Regions from separate parts of the Arabidopsis thaliana genome. Here regions 1 and 2 are each linked to region 3. A link is a contact called in public ChIA-PET data. All regions are on one chromosome and are shown on one strand. Each heading gives the region's core, a stretch centred on a gene start, on an enhancer-like site or on the middle of the called end of the contact. The rest is flanking DNA. Distances are from core to core; before and after follow the strand shown.

What was found. ChIA-PET counts read pairs in DNA pulled down with a chosen protein or histone mark.
Region 1: an H3K4me3 ChIA-PET map of shoot shows a contact between it and region 3, with 16 read pairs. The contact joins the promoter of DSS1(V) here to the promoter of NPR3 in region 3. A contact is called at or near these places in 1 of 26 Hi-C or Micro-C datasets (callus) and 2 of 2 datasets of contacts at active chromatin or transcription factors (seedling and shoot).
Region 2: a contact with region 3 is called in an H3K4me3 ChIA-PET map of shoot, with 14 read pairs. The contact joins the promoter of RL2 here to the promoter of NPR3 in region 3. A contact is called at or near these places in 3 of 26 Hi-C or Micro-C datasets (root, rosette leaf and vegetative nucleus) and 1 of 2 datasets of contacts at active chromatin or transcription factors (shoot).

What each region holds. Positions count from the first base shown.
Region 1 is chr5:18,166,854-18,171,638 of TAIR10.1, forward strand. DSS1(V) (DSS1 homolog on chromosome V) reads right to left here and starts at 1,530. Exons shown (of 2, transcript NM_123869.4): 1 at 1,278-1,530; 2 at 45-728. The coding sequence starts at 1,368. The coding sequence ends at 598. It overlaps AT5G45000 (Disease resistance protein (TIR-NBS-LRR class) family), which reads left to right. Exons shown (of 4, transcript NM_123868.4): 4 at 1-680. The coding sequence ends at 152. AT5G45020 (Glutathione S-transferase family protein) reads left to right here and starts at 1,294. Exons shown (of 6, transcript NM_123870.3): 1 at 1,294-1,945; 2 at 2,349-2,565; 3 at 2,646-2,822; 4 at 2,902-3,126; 5 at 3,193-3,321; 6 at 3,402-3,798. The coding sequence starts at 2,353. The coding sequence ends at 3,635.
Region 2 is chr5:18,262,526-18,267,200 of TAIR10.1, forward strand. RL2 (Root hair defective 3 GTP-binding protein (RHD3)) reads left to right here and starts at 2,091. Exons shown (of 23, transcript NM_123884.4): 1 at 2,091-2,308; 2 at 2,433-2,619; 3 at 2,836-2,902; 4 at 3,016-3,118; 5 at 3,330-3,400; 6 at 3,682-3,745; 7 at 3,836-3,901; 8 at 3,976-4,023; 9 at 4,113-4,175; 10 at 4,318-4,374; 11 at 4,465-4,623. The coding sequence starts at 2,466. RTL3 (RNAse THREE-like protein 3) reads left to right here. Exons shown (of 7, transcript NM_001344592.1): 4 at 1-48; 5 at 132-275; 6 at 363-1,255; 7 at 1,518-1,929. The coding sequence ends at 1,821.
Region 3 is chr5:18,227,001-18,231,676 of TAIR10.1, forward strand. NPR3 (NPR1-like protein 3) reads left to right here and starts at 1,768. Exons shown (of 4, transcript NM_123879.3): 1 at 1,768-2,852; 2 at 2,941-3,691; 3 at 3,766-3,966; 4 at 4,060-4,578. The coding sequence starts at 2,319. The coding sequence ends at 4,334.

The sequences.
Region 1 (4,785 bases), core at 280-2,779, 60 kb before region 3:
TCGGTGCCATTGTTAAAGAGGTTACAAGATTACTACCAAACTCTCCAAAGAAGAAGAAGAAGAAGAAAATTAGGTATTGGAGAAGTTTTCTTGAGGGCTTTGACTGCTACATTTATCTTTGCTGTCTTCATATACCCTATGCCTATGCCTGATGTGAACTTTTTGAAAATTGGTAAGTTGTTATTAGGCTTTCCGTTTTTGGTTGTTGTCTTGCACAAGATTTTATGTTAATATTAGAAACAAAATGATGTTTTCTCGCTTCTGGCTTGTGGACGCTAACACTATATGTAATGTTGTGACGCACATCAGCTATGTCTATTTGAATGTTATCTCTACGGTTATTTTGTGATGTACATAGTAAACCAATCCATGTCCACACCGCACTGTGTTGAGAGAAGATGGTGATTATCAGAATAGAATTACTATCAGCTCAAATTTATCATCTTCAAAGACGAGAAATTTGCATCCAAGGAAGAGTATAATGTGTAAAGGAAAAGGAGAACCGATACATGCTACGATAAACCAAAGGATGCAATTCAAACAAAAAAGCCAAGGTTCCCTAAATGAGAAGACCTGCCTTTCTCGCAATCTTGGACCTCATTTCTTCTCACTAGCATTCTCAAGCTCCTTCTTTAACTGACGCGAGAAGTCGTCACTGACATCATCATCATCCCAGTCATCTTCCCACTGCAGGCTAACTTCCTTCACTTCCTCTTTCTCCAACCAATCTGCCAAACATAACAATAAAAATATCCATCTTTATCAATTCTTTCAATAAAGCTATTTGTTAAATCTCAAGACTGAACTAACATTGCAAAGCAAAATCTGTTAAAATCAGAAACTGATCCTAGCTTAAGTTGAATTGTACAACTCTCCCCCAAGCTACTCAATGCCCCCAAATAATTCCTAAATCCACCATAACCTTTAGGCCCTTTAGCTCATGAAGCCTTGCCGATTAATAATGCAAACATAATCACCAGTAGTTTGCTCATAAAACTGCACTATTATCCATCAAGTTTATGAGACCGTAGCTTCATCATCATAAACATATATCAAACAGATCCGTTTTCGCATCAGAACTACCCAACTTCATACAATAGAGACTATCTTAGTTTGTATAAGACAGTGCAGAATCAAAATTTGTATTTATACCAAAACCTAATCAATCACCAAATCAGTTGCTAATGAAATTTGCTCTTATCTCCATTAATTTTATAACCGATGATGAATCAATTTCGAAAATCAAAGAAGCAATTAGTATAAAACAAAAAAATCACCTTCGTTGATTTCAAATTCCTCGAACTCATCGTCGTCCTCGAATAGATCCACCTTCACCACTTCGACAGCTGCCTTGGGTTCTGCCGCCATAGTTACAGATGTTTAAGCAAATCAACCAGATCGAGAAAAAAACCTAAGAAGAAGATCACCAAACTCGATTAATTCCTCCAAGTTAAACCCAACCAGAGCTCTTTAAACGAACCTTTTTTTCGTTTTGGGTCTAACTTGAAGAAGGGGAAAATTACCAATTTCCAATAACCGACCCGAATCTTATATGATTCATACCGAATCCGACCCGAATCTTATATGATTCATACCGAATCCGACCCAATATTAAAAATATCCGATTGAGGTTTAAAAGAAGCTGTTTTAGACCGGTCCAATAGTCGCATTCGTCTTGACCAAATCCATGACATACAAACCGGTCCAAAAGTTGTCACGCTTTCCCCACAGAACCCAGCTGAGTCAACTCGTTAGTCTGAGTTAACTCGCTAGGCGTGACAGAGCAGTGAAGACAAAGCAAAGTCCTTTTTCGGATTCCTTCTCTTTCACTATAAGATGACATCCCTCATTACCATTTTTCCTTAAAGCTCACTTTTTCTTCTTTAACCTTATCGCCACAAAACAGCGACATTCGACGCCAAATACATAACATCGTCGTCAACAGGTTTTGTCTCTTATCTTCTTCTCTGCATGAATCATGTTCTTGTTAGACATTTTCTGAGTTCTGGGTTTGATTTTGGCCCAATGATCCATAAATGTTGAAAATCATATTTGAAGGCTATGAATTATGAACATTTTATTTTAACCTTTTTCTAGCTCTAATGAGATAATTAAGTAAAACCCTACTCGAAATTTCTGAACTTTTTGATGCTTTGATTCGTTTCCTGTGATCCTTTACCTAGAGAAAATTGAGATTGATTATGTGACAAGTGACCATCTATAAGAAATCTCTCAAAGTTTTCAACTTTACTCACTCTATTGAGGTGAAAAAGAAAAATTGTGCATTCTGAAATTTTTATTCTTTTCGTTTGTCATGTGAATTTTCGTGTTTGATTTTTTATTAGTAGCAAAATGGCTAGGTCTGGGGTTGATGAGACATCAGAATCTGGAGCTTTTGTAAGAACAGCATCAACATTCCGCAACTTTGTTTCACAAGATCCTGATTCTCAGTTTCCAGCTGAATCAGGAAGATACCATCTTTACATATCTTATGCTTGTCCATGGGCTTGTAGATGTCTTTCTTACTTAAAGATCAAAGGACTTGATGAAGCAATCACCTTCTCGGTTAGTACAAATTCATTGCTCATATCGAATTAGAAGACTTTGTTAACCTGAAGCATTTCTGTTTTATTTGATTTGATTAGTCGGTTCATGCCATTTGGGGAAGAACCAAGGAAACTGATGATCATAGAGGATGGGTTTTCCCGGATTCGGATACCGAGCTCCCTGGAGCTGAGCCTGACTATCTTAATGGTGCCAAAAGTGTGAGAGAACTCTACGAGATTGCTAGCCCAAACTATGAAGGGAAGTACACTGTTCCTGTAAGTTTTGATCTCTTTGGTGAACTCTTTAATCTTTCTTTGTCCTGTTTCTTGAATGTTTGTTTTGTTATTATGTTAGGTTCTTTGGGATAAGAAGCTTAAGACTGTTGTTAACAATGAGAGTTCAGAGATAATCCGGATGTTCAACACTGAGTTCAATGGTATTGCGAAAACCCCGTCACTTGACCTTTATCCTTCTCATCTCAGAGACGTAATCAACGAGACTAACGGATGGGTTTTCAACGGAATAAACAACGGTGTTTATAAATGTGGGTTTGCAAGGAAACAAGAACCCTATAATGAGGTATATATCCCTCAATGTCTTAAACATTTGAACAGGGATTCAAAAATTGATCCCTTTTCTCTCCAGGCAGTGAACCAGTTATATGAAGCAGTAGATAGATGTGAGGAAGTACTCGGAAAACAACGATACATCTGCGGAAACACTTTCACTGAAGCAGATATCCGATTATTCGTCACTCTCATAAGATTTGATGAGGTATATGAGTCAACTTGTCTTCTTTGTTTCCAAATAGAAAATCCATCAGGTTCTTGACATCATCTTTTTCTGCGTTCCAGGTTTATGCAGTTCACTTCAAATGCAACAAGAGACTCTTACGGGAGTACCCGAATATCTTCAACTACATAAAAGACATTTACCAAATACACGGCATGAGTAGCACCGTAAACATGGAACACATTAAGCAACATTACTACGGAAGCCACCCTACGATAAACCCATTCGGGATCATCCCTCACGGCCCCAATATCGACTACTCTTCGCCTCATGATCGCGACAGATTCTCCTCGTGAAAGAAACAAACATCAAATGTCAATACTTGTGTGTGTGTGTGAAAACGTTTCAAGTCATGTTATGTTCTACATTTTGAGAAGTGAATGTATGTTTGGAGATTAACCTAGTTTTTGAAACACTTTGACACAGATCATTCTCTTTTATTTAAGCTTGTTGATATGCTTATTGTGTTGAAAGATGATAAAGAGAGAGAGGGAGAGAGAGTGTGAGCATGAAAGCTTTTAAATGACGTTTGAGTATGATCACACCATTTTGCAAATAAGATTAATAAAACCATTTCTTTTTGTATGATCACACCATTAATAAAACCATTTCTTTCTAATGTTTTTTTTTTTAATCTATTTCTTGGTTTTCTACTATAGATAAAACGGCTTCTTTATAAAGTAAATTTACAATGATTTGCCTTTTTCGTCCAAAAAAAAAGAGGGATACATTTAAAATGGTTTATGTTTGTCTATGTATTTTAGTTGATTTTTTATTCGGTAAAAGAAAAATAATTTACAATTATATATGGATTTTATCTATTATTAAGAAAAATCGTTAAAATAATAATTTTTACTCGTGTGCATTTTAAATTTTATCAATATTCTCAAAATTCCCTAAAAGTATATTTTTGACCTATATATGTAGACATCATTGAACAATTATGTATTGTACATTCAAAAGATTGTGCAGGAATATACACTGTAATAAGATCCTTATTCGGCTCTATATATTTTAAAAAGTTATTTATCCCTTATTTTTTCACAATTATTTATATATTACTTAAACTATGTAAATATCTAATGAACTAAATAATAGGGAATCTTGCAAAATCTGTCATATTTCACTCTATTTCTTTCAATTTCTGTCATATTCTAAAACTTTTTTCAAAATCTGCTACATTTTGGTCCACGTGGAATTCAGTGGACGAAATTACCCTTAAGGTGGGTCAGCGCTCTGACGAAGATGGTGACATAACAACTTTTGGCCGATGTGATGATATAAGACGAAAAATCATGGTGGAAGCATAAAGGATTAGGGGACAGAATAGTGGAGAACAGCTGGCTTCTACTGTTGTTATTGGGTATTTAAAAATGACTTGTTTAAACAAATTGGTTATCCAAAATTCTGCGGGGGACAACGTAATATATAATACATTAGGAGACA
Region 2 (4,675 bases), core at 841-3,340, 36 kb after region 3:
GGCATTTACCAATCCTTTATAGGCAGTGTCCCAAAGCCAGAAAAAATGGTATATTTTTAAAGTTCATTTCTTGTGAACTGAGAACATCTCTGTTGTTATGATACACTCATCATCTTTTGTCTATCTCTTAGACTACAGATTTCATAGAGTTGATGGGCAAAGAAGATGATCCATACAGAGTTGTGAAAGCCCCCAAAATTCTCGTTAATCTTCTAGCTGGTGTAGCTGGAGCTGTTTATATTGATGTGAAATATAACGTACAACGACTCTTGGAGGTTGGTTGTGTTTCTTTCACTAGATATTTGTAAACAATACGAAGTTATATGACTCAATTTATTGTAGAAAGAATGGAAATTTTGCAGATCTTCAGGGTTCTTTTGGAGCCAATATATACACTGGATGATTTACGGATGCAACTTAAACAACCATTTCTTATGCTTTTTCGTTTGGCTGATAAACACGGCAAGCAAATCGACTTCAGGTATTCGAAAGATGGTGGCAGCAGAAAAAATATTGCTCAGGTATATATGGATGATATGTTTATAGCTTCCGGTTGTGCTAAACGTATAGATACCGCAAAGTTGCTTGCTGCTGAGGAAGCGATACAGAAGCTCTCAGAATGTATGCCCATCGAAAAGATTATTCATCAAGATAATCTAGACGGTGAGGTAATTCAGACTGGATCATCTTCTTTGCTTACTGCCTTTGAGAACCCTTTAACCGAAGAAATGACACAAGAACAAATGGTTATCGATGAGGATAGTCTAGATGTGGAATGGAAGTTGTTTGAGACTGAAGAGCTCCAAATACAGACTGGATCATCTTCTATGTCCACTGTCTCTGAGAACCCCTTACCTTGTGAAATTACACCAACAAAAATGGTTATTGGTGAGGTTAGTCCGCATGTTGAACTTGAAGATGTGAAAGGGAAGTCGTTTGAGATTAGCTCCACTGAAACATCTTCTTTGCCCATCGCCTTTGAAAACCCATTAACCAATGAACTGACACAAGAACAAATGGTTATTGATGAGAATAGTCCATACGTTGAACCTGTAGATACTAAAGGGAAGTTGTTTGAGAGTTGCTCTGTTGAATCATCTTCGTTGCCCACTACCTCTGAGAACCCGTCAACATATGAAATGACAACAAAACAAATGGTTGTTGATAAGGATAGTCCACATGTTGAACCAGAAGATGAGAAAGGGAAGTTGTTTGAAATTTGCGCCAAGAATAAGTGGCCGAACCCGATTTTCAGGTATATTTTTTCCTTTCTTCTTTGCTTTAGCATGAATCTTTCTTTTCTAATTACTACTTACTGCTTAACTAGGAGCATGATCCGAAGTGAAACTAATATCTTTGAGTAGTCTAGAGTCTTATAATATCAAAGAAGGATAATGTGTTTGCTAATCCGTGGTTAAACTCGTACAATCTTGTGTAGAGAAATCACATATATGCTCTAAAAAATTATACTTGTATCAACTTGAAACTTTTTTGTTACTGTGTTAAACGTTTTCCAGTGTTGAGGAAGAAAGAGGGCAACAAAACGAGCAGAAAATTGTTTGTTCAGTTAAGATTGAGATACCAAATATAGAAGGTACCTTTCACATAAAAGGAGATGCAAAACCAACGAAAAAGGAAGCAGAAAACTCCTCAGCCGACCACATGATAAGAGCCTTGGAATCTTCTGTAATGAGTCTTGTCATAACGAATCTGCAAATGCATGAAAATTTAGATGGGAAGAAGAAGAATCTGCAAATGAAGGAAAGTTTAAATGAAAACAAAACTCTGCTGCATTCAACAAAGAGGAGGAGAAGACTATGAAAGACCATTGTCTCTGTAGCCAGAGTCACTCACCTCTGCTTGTGATCACATCATGTCTAACATAAGTTCTTGTCATAGTATAACCCAACAACTCTTGAACTGTTGTCTTTTGCTTAATCTTATCCAAATATTGTTTTATATTTATTTTTTCCTATTGTTTCATATTTTATCCTTGTGTGACCTTAATCTACCCTCTTTCAGAGAAAAATTACAAATCAAATCTAATATTTACTAAAAATATCATAATCTCATAGAAAGAACCAAAAAAAAAACAATCTTCAAAAAAAAGTATACTCTTCTTAAGAAAAAGCTAAAGAGACAGAAACAAGCTTCGTATATTTCTCGCTGCTATTTAGGCGGTTCTCTTCTATTCTCTTCTCTTCTCTTCTCTATTTTCTCTTCTCTTCTTCCTGCTCAATCTCTGCTTCTCAATCTTCGGCTGGAAGTATCACAGAAAAATCGAATTTAAAAACTGACCTATATATCGGTAAGAAAAAACAAAAACCCCAAAGTAGTTTCGTTCCTACTTGCTGATGCTGTGATGCATGTATTCAGCTTCACAACATCATTCAAAATTTTGGATTTTTATGACGTTTTTGTGGGTTTTGTAGATCCGTGGAAGTCGAATTTCGTGTAAAATAGAGATGGGGGAAAACGATGATGGTTGCTCGACTCAGCTAATCGATGGGAATGGTGAATTTAACGTTAAGGGTTTGGATAATTTCGTGAAAAAGACGAAGCTTTCTGATTGTGGTCTTTCTTATGCTGTTGTTGCAATCATGGGTCCTCAAAGTAGTGGTATGATATTCTGAGTTTGCTTTTGTTCTTCTTTAATTTGAAGTTCGAAGTTAATTCTAATCAAAGTTACAGTTTTTTGTTGATTTTGGAATCTGGGTATATGAATTTCTCAACTTTACTAGATTCTATACTTAATGATTTCAGCTTGAGACATTTGCAAAGTCTTTGACTTGCTGAGATATTTCAAATGCTTATTGTTGTTGTATGTCATTTCAGGGAAGAGTACACTTTTGAATCATCTTTTTAAAACCAGTTTTCGGGAAATGGATGCTTTTGCGGGAAGGTTAGTGATTGTCATTTGTCAATTATTGTTTTTTATAATCTTTTTGTGGCAATGCCACTTTTGGGGTTGAAATTGGGTTGACTTTGTAAATTACTCTTCATTTTCATTTTCAGGAGTCAAACAACTAAAGGTATTTGGATGGCTAGGTGTGTTGGTATTGAGCCTTTCACAATTGCTATGGATTTGGAGGGTACTGATGGGAGAGAAAGAGGCGAGGTAAGATGACTGAATCACACGGTTAGCTATATTTAGTTGTAACCCAACAATATGTTTTTGGCTAACTAGCTATGAAATTTTCAGAAAAATTTGAATATTTATGGATACTTATATCTTTCCGATACTTATACATATACTTGATCCTTTTACTTTATGTGTGTCTAGCATTTTTCTTATTATTCTTTTTGTCAATGGCTCATGTGTTTTTCAGGATGACACTACATTTGAGAAACAAAGTGCCCTGTTTGCTATAGCTGTTGCCGATATTGTACTGATAAACATGTGAGTATGTTTTGTTTGCTCGTTACTGATGTATTTTAAACATTGAGCACACAGTTAAACAGCCAGTGTTAGAAGGTGATAGATGTAAAGCCAGTTTATTATTGGATAGTTTTATGTTTTACATCTCTTCTGAATCTTACTATGTTAGATTTGAAATCGAATAAGTTATTAATGAACTACCAACACAGGCATGATGTAAATCTTAGGCAAAAGGTGTGGCCGTTTTGGCCATGGATATACTTTTTTTGGGTAGATTATTAATGAACTAGCGAACTCCACAGGTGGTGCCATGACATTGGAAGGGAACAGGCTGCCAACAAACCATTGCTAAAGACAGTTTTCCAGGTATCCTGATATGCTTACATATGGAACTGGAACGTTATGTTCAACCAATAGGTTTGATAACTTGGTCATTACTCATTATTGCTTTTGTAGGTCATGCTGCGATTGTTTAGCCCTCGTAAAACAACTCTTCTTTTTGTCATACGTGATAAAACAAAGGTTTGGTTTTTGCAATTGAGTATGATTCTTGATTGTGAGTTCATATTTCTTAGATTTTCTGCTTTTGTTCTTAGACTCCAATAGAGCTGCTTGAACGTGCTCTAAGAGAAGATATTCAGAAGGTAGTAGCACGCAGTCTCTTTTAGTTTCCTTTTATTTTTGACGGCTTTTTCCTCTCTGAAGTTTGGGTACTGGTTATGGTTTGTTGCAGATATGGGATTCAGTTCGCAAGCCTGAAGCACACAAAAATACACCTCTAAATGAATTCTTCAATGTAAGGAGATCATTTTCCAACATAGATGATACTTCTTATGATGAATTTCAACTGGATTAGCGCTGGATTGTTACTAAATTGTTCATGAATAGTCCTGTCTATCTTTTCCTTAGTTGATAATTCGCTCGATATATGCTTGTAGGTAATGATTGTTGCATTATCCAGCTATGAAGAGAAAGAAAAACAGTTTGAGCAAGAGGTATTATTCTGATATGTGAAACACTCGTCTTTTGAAGCATCAAAGTAAATCTAAGACCGATTCCCTTGTTTCATGGGAACTTCCAAATAGGTTGCTGAGTTGAGGCAGAGGTTTTTCCATTCCATTTCACCTGGGGGACTTGCTGGTGATAGACGTGGTGTAGTTCCTGCTTCAGGATTTTCTTTCAGCTCCCAGCAGATTTGGAAAGTTATAAAAGAGAATAGAGATTTGGACCTTCCTGCTCACAAGGTCTTCTATTCATTCAAATTTATATGGTTAAACCTTGTTTACCTATCTTGTG
Region 3 (4,676 bases), core at 518-3,017:
TCACGCTTTACTAGTTTACACTCCTCTTTAGAATGATTTATCTCTTGTATGAGTTTTGTTTTTGTCTTTTTGTTAAGAATTTAAATATTCCACTAAAATGAAAAGTGTTAGGATTTTCATGAAGTAAAGCCTGAAGTTTTTGGTCTTATGGCAAAAAAAGAAAAAAACATGAAAACAAAAGAAATCAATCCATTGACATCAACAAAACAAATTACGTTTTTGAGTCATAAAGTGATATAACAATTTTGAATAACTACCAATATATATGTCCTCAATCTTGTGTGAGTTCAAGGCTTTATGGGTTACATCGTTATACTTAGTTTATGTAAGAAATTTGTAAATTTGAATGGGTTAAAACTTCTGATCTAAATAACGAATTGGTAGGAAACTTTTTTTTGTCTTGTTAATATTTGATGGTTTTAGCCAAAGTAATACATAAAATAATTATTTAGTGACCAAAACTTATCGCATATTTGATGATTTAAGCCATAGTAATATGATTTGTATTAGTGACGTTGATGGTTTAATATATGATTTAGTGATACTTAGTGAACGAAAGATACAAATTAACATATGGTTTACCAAAGTAACGCAGCGTCACTAGTGACCAAAACTTAGCGTATATTTGATAGTTTAAGTCAAAGTAATATACTAATATGATTTGTATTAGTGACGTTGCATTGTCACTATCCAAGTTTACACTTATATGTTATTTTTTGTTAAAAATATATATTTATAGTTAGAATTCTATATTCGATAGCATTACCGAAAGTCGAAAATTTAATCATAGGAATCATTGCCAATCGAAATAATGCTAATTAAATTTTATTTCATATAAAAATTTGATGAATAAACTATTCAACGACTATCCTTAAAGAGTTTTTTTTTTTTTAATAGTCAGCTAACGCATTTCACCGATTGTATTTGTAGCCTTGTAGGTAGAGTCGAATTTCCGACGCGACTAGAATGCTAGCATAAGAGACTTCACCACTTTGTTACGAAGCCAAGAATCTTCTTGTTTTAAAAAAAAAAATCAAGACAAAATTGTCGTCCCTCATATCTATATTCAATTCATTTCAAAACGTTATTTATGTCTTAAAATTTGGAACTAGGCCACAAAGAATGACTTTGGTCATCACAAAATTATAAATTTAATAAAAATTTGGACCACTATAGGCATAGCTATTGCCTATTATAATCTCTACTATTACTTTATGATTTATCTACTATTCCGAAAGTGTAATTGTTTAATACGTCATCACATTGCAGCAATCCACACACAAGCCACGTCATTCATATGCCGTTCGTATTTGCTTTCGTCACTTCCTTCCGTCATCAATAGTGACGGCTATTTCTTAATATTAATCTTCTTGACTTAATGCTATTTCGTGACGGCATTAATTGGCATATCATTACAAGTTATTTACACCTAAGAAACAAATTAAAACTATTGAATAATATGATGTAAATAAAAATATATTAATGATGTGATATATCGCAGTCAAATAAAAATAGTGATTTTGATGAGAAAAAAAATATGTGTTTATCCATAGATTTGTTAAATTAGAGAAAGATGTGGAAAATGTTAGTGAGTGGCGTCATACACGGAGAACCTTTGGCATCATACACGGATTTTTCTAGTCTTTGTTTTCTATTTGTCAACTTTCATTTGAGTCTTTCTTTATACACTTTATTAGACCATGTTTTTAATTCTAATGCTTATTAATTCATATTATTAAATTTACAAAAAAAACTATTATATTAACTCTCTTGTTTCCTCTGTATCTTCCTTCACATTGAAGCTGTCTCTTTCTTTCACCATCACTTGCACCTGTTGTGTCCTGTTTGTTCTCAATTTCATCATCATTTATCCTTTATATACCTCTCTTTCTTTCTTGACTTTTCCTCTAAATTCTCTTCCTTTTTATCTCTTTGATACATCTCAATTTGGTTCTTTTGCCTTCTCTTTGATCTTATCTCTTACGATTGTGCAGATCTCAATCTCTATATCCTTGGTTGTGTCAGATTCTCTTAGGGTTTATTTTCTCTCCCAATTTTGTTTGATTCCTTGTCCAAAGTTTCTTCCTTTCCTTTTGACTTTTTTTTGTGGTACATTGAATCAGAGGTGTAAGAGTAATAGTTTCATAACTCAAATCCCCAAGTGTACAAATTTTCCTCTTTTGGTTCTGGGTTTGGTTGATTCCTTGTTAGAAATGTAAATTTAGGGCTTTTGTATCTGAAACCGATCTTCAGACTTGTGTAATCTTCTTGATCTTCATGCAAGATTGATAATTCTACAAGAAGAAGAAGAAGAGAAAATGGCTACTTTGACTGAGCCATCATCATCTTTGAGTTTCACATCTTCTCATTTCTCTTATGGTTCTATTGGGTCCAATCACTTCTCATCAAGCTCAGCTTCTAATCCTGAAGTTGTTAGTCTAACCAAACTCAGCTCCAATCTTGAGCAGCTTCTTAGTAATTCAGATTGTGATTACAGTGATGCAGAGATCATTGTTGATGGTGTTCCAGTTGGTGTTCATAGATGCATTTTAGCTGCAAGAAGTAAGTTTTTCCAAGATTTGTTTAAGAAAGAAAAGAAAATTTCGAAAACTGAGAAACCAAAGTATCAGTTGAGAGAGATGTTACCTTATGGAGCTGTTGCTCATGAAGCTTTCTTGTATTTCTTGAGTTATATATATACTGGGAGATTAAAGCCTTTTCCATTGGAGGTTTCGACTTGTGTTGATCCAGTTTGTTCTCATGATTGTTGTCGACCTGCCATTGATTTTGTTGTTCAATTGATGTATGCTTCCTCTGTTCTCCAAGTGCCTGAGCTAGTTTCATCTTTTCAGGTGTGTGAAAAGTCTTCTTTTTTCTTCGGTCTCTTTGTTTCTTAATTCATAGACCTCAATGAGAACTAAAAGGTTTGTGTGCTTGCAGCGGCGGCTTTGTAACTTTGTGGAGAAGACCCTTGTTGAGAATGTTCTTCCCATTCTTATGGTTGCTTTCAATTGTAAGTTGACTCAGCTTCTTGATCAGTGTATTGAGAGAGTGGCGAGGTCAGATCTTTACAGGTTCTGTATTGAAAAGGAAGTTCCTCCCGAAGTAGCAGAGAAGATTAAACAGCTTCGACTTATATCCCCGCAAGACGAAGAAACCAGTCCCAAGATTTCGGAGAAATTGCTTGAAAGAATCGGTAAAATTCTCAAGGCCTTGGATTCAGATGATGTTGAGCTTGTGAAGCTTCTTTTGACTGAGTCAGATATCACTCTAGATCAAGCCAATGGTCTGCATTATTCTGTTGTGTATAGTGATCCGAAAGTTGTTGCCGAGATTCTTGCTCTGGATATGGGTGATGTGAACTACAGGAATTCCCGGGGTTACACGGTTCTTCATTTTGCTGCGATGCGTAGAGAGCCATCGATCATTATATCGCTTATCGATAAAGGCGCCAATGCATCTGAGTTTACATCTGACGGACGTAGCGCAGTTAATATATTAAGAAGACTGACAAATCCAAAGGATTATCATACCAAAACAGCTAAAGGGCGTGAATCTAGTAAAGCCAGGTTATGCATCGATATCTTGGAAAGAGAAATCAGGAAGAACCCCATGGTTCTAGATACACCAATGTGTTCCATTTCTATGCCTGAAGATCTCCAGATGAGACTGTTGTACCTAGAAAAGAGAGGTAATTGACTGAAAATTACTGAATTCTTCTGTATCTTTACTACATTTTTGTTAAAGCTTCTACCTTTTTTGCAGTGGGGCTTGCTCAGTTGTTCTTTCCAACGGAAGCTAAAGTTGCTATGGACATTGGTAACGTAGAAGGTACAAGTGAGTTCACGGGTTTGTCACCTCCTTCGAGTGGGTTAACCGGAAACTTGAGTCAGGTTGATTTAAACGAAACTCCTCATATGCAAACCCAAAGACTTCTTACTCGTATGGTGGCTCTAATGAAAACAGGTAACAAAAAGCTTGCTCTCTGTAAGTCTACCCTTCATCTTCTTATGTTGCTCATTTTCTCTTGACTGACTTCATTACCGTTTCACAATGCAGTTGAGACTGGTCGAAGGTTTTTTCCATATGGTTCAGAGGTTCTAGATAAGTACATGGCTGAGTATATAGACGACGACATCCTCGACGATTTCCATTTTGAGAAGGGATCTACACATGAAAGAAGATTGAAAAGAATGAGATATAGAGAGCTTAAGGATGATGTCCAAAAGGCATATAGCAAAGACAAAGAGTCTAAGATTGCGCGGTCTTGTCTTTCTGCTTCATCTTCTCCTTCTTCTTCTTCCATAAGAGATGACCTGCACAACACAACATGAAACTGCACCATAAGTCAAATGTAATTAGATATCTTTGTTAAAAGGGTTTTTTCTTTATGGATGTTACTCAGATTTTATACAGATGCTTTAGGTTCAGTTTCAATAAAGAGAGATGGATAGATAGATGTACAAGATTAGGAGTGCTGATTAACCCAAAACGTTCTAACTATACGCAATCTTTTGTTTTCAATACAAAAATCTAATATTTAGGTTATCTACAAGATATTCTCAGATACCTGAAACTTAAACAAACAAAGACACTCCACAAAAAGTCAGGAAAAAACATGATCATTTGTCAATCATAGCTATCTCTTTACATAATTACAGAAGATAAGACTACTG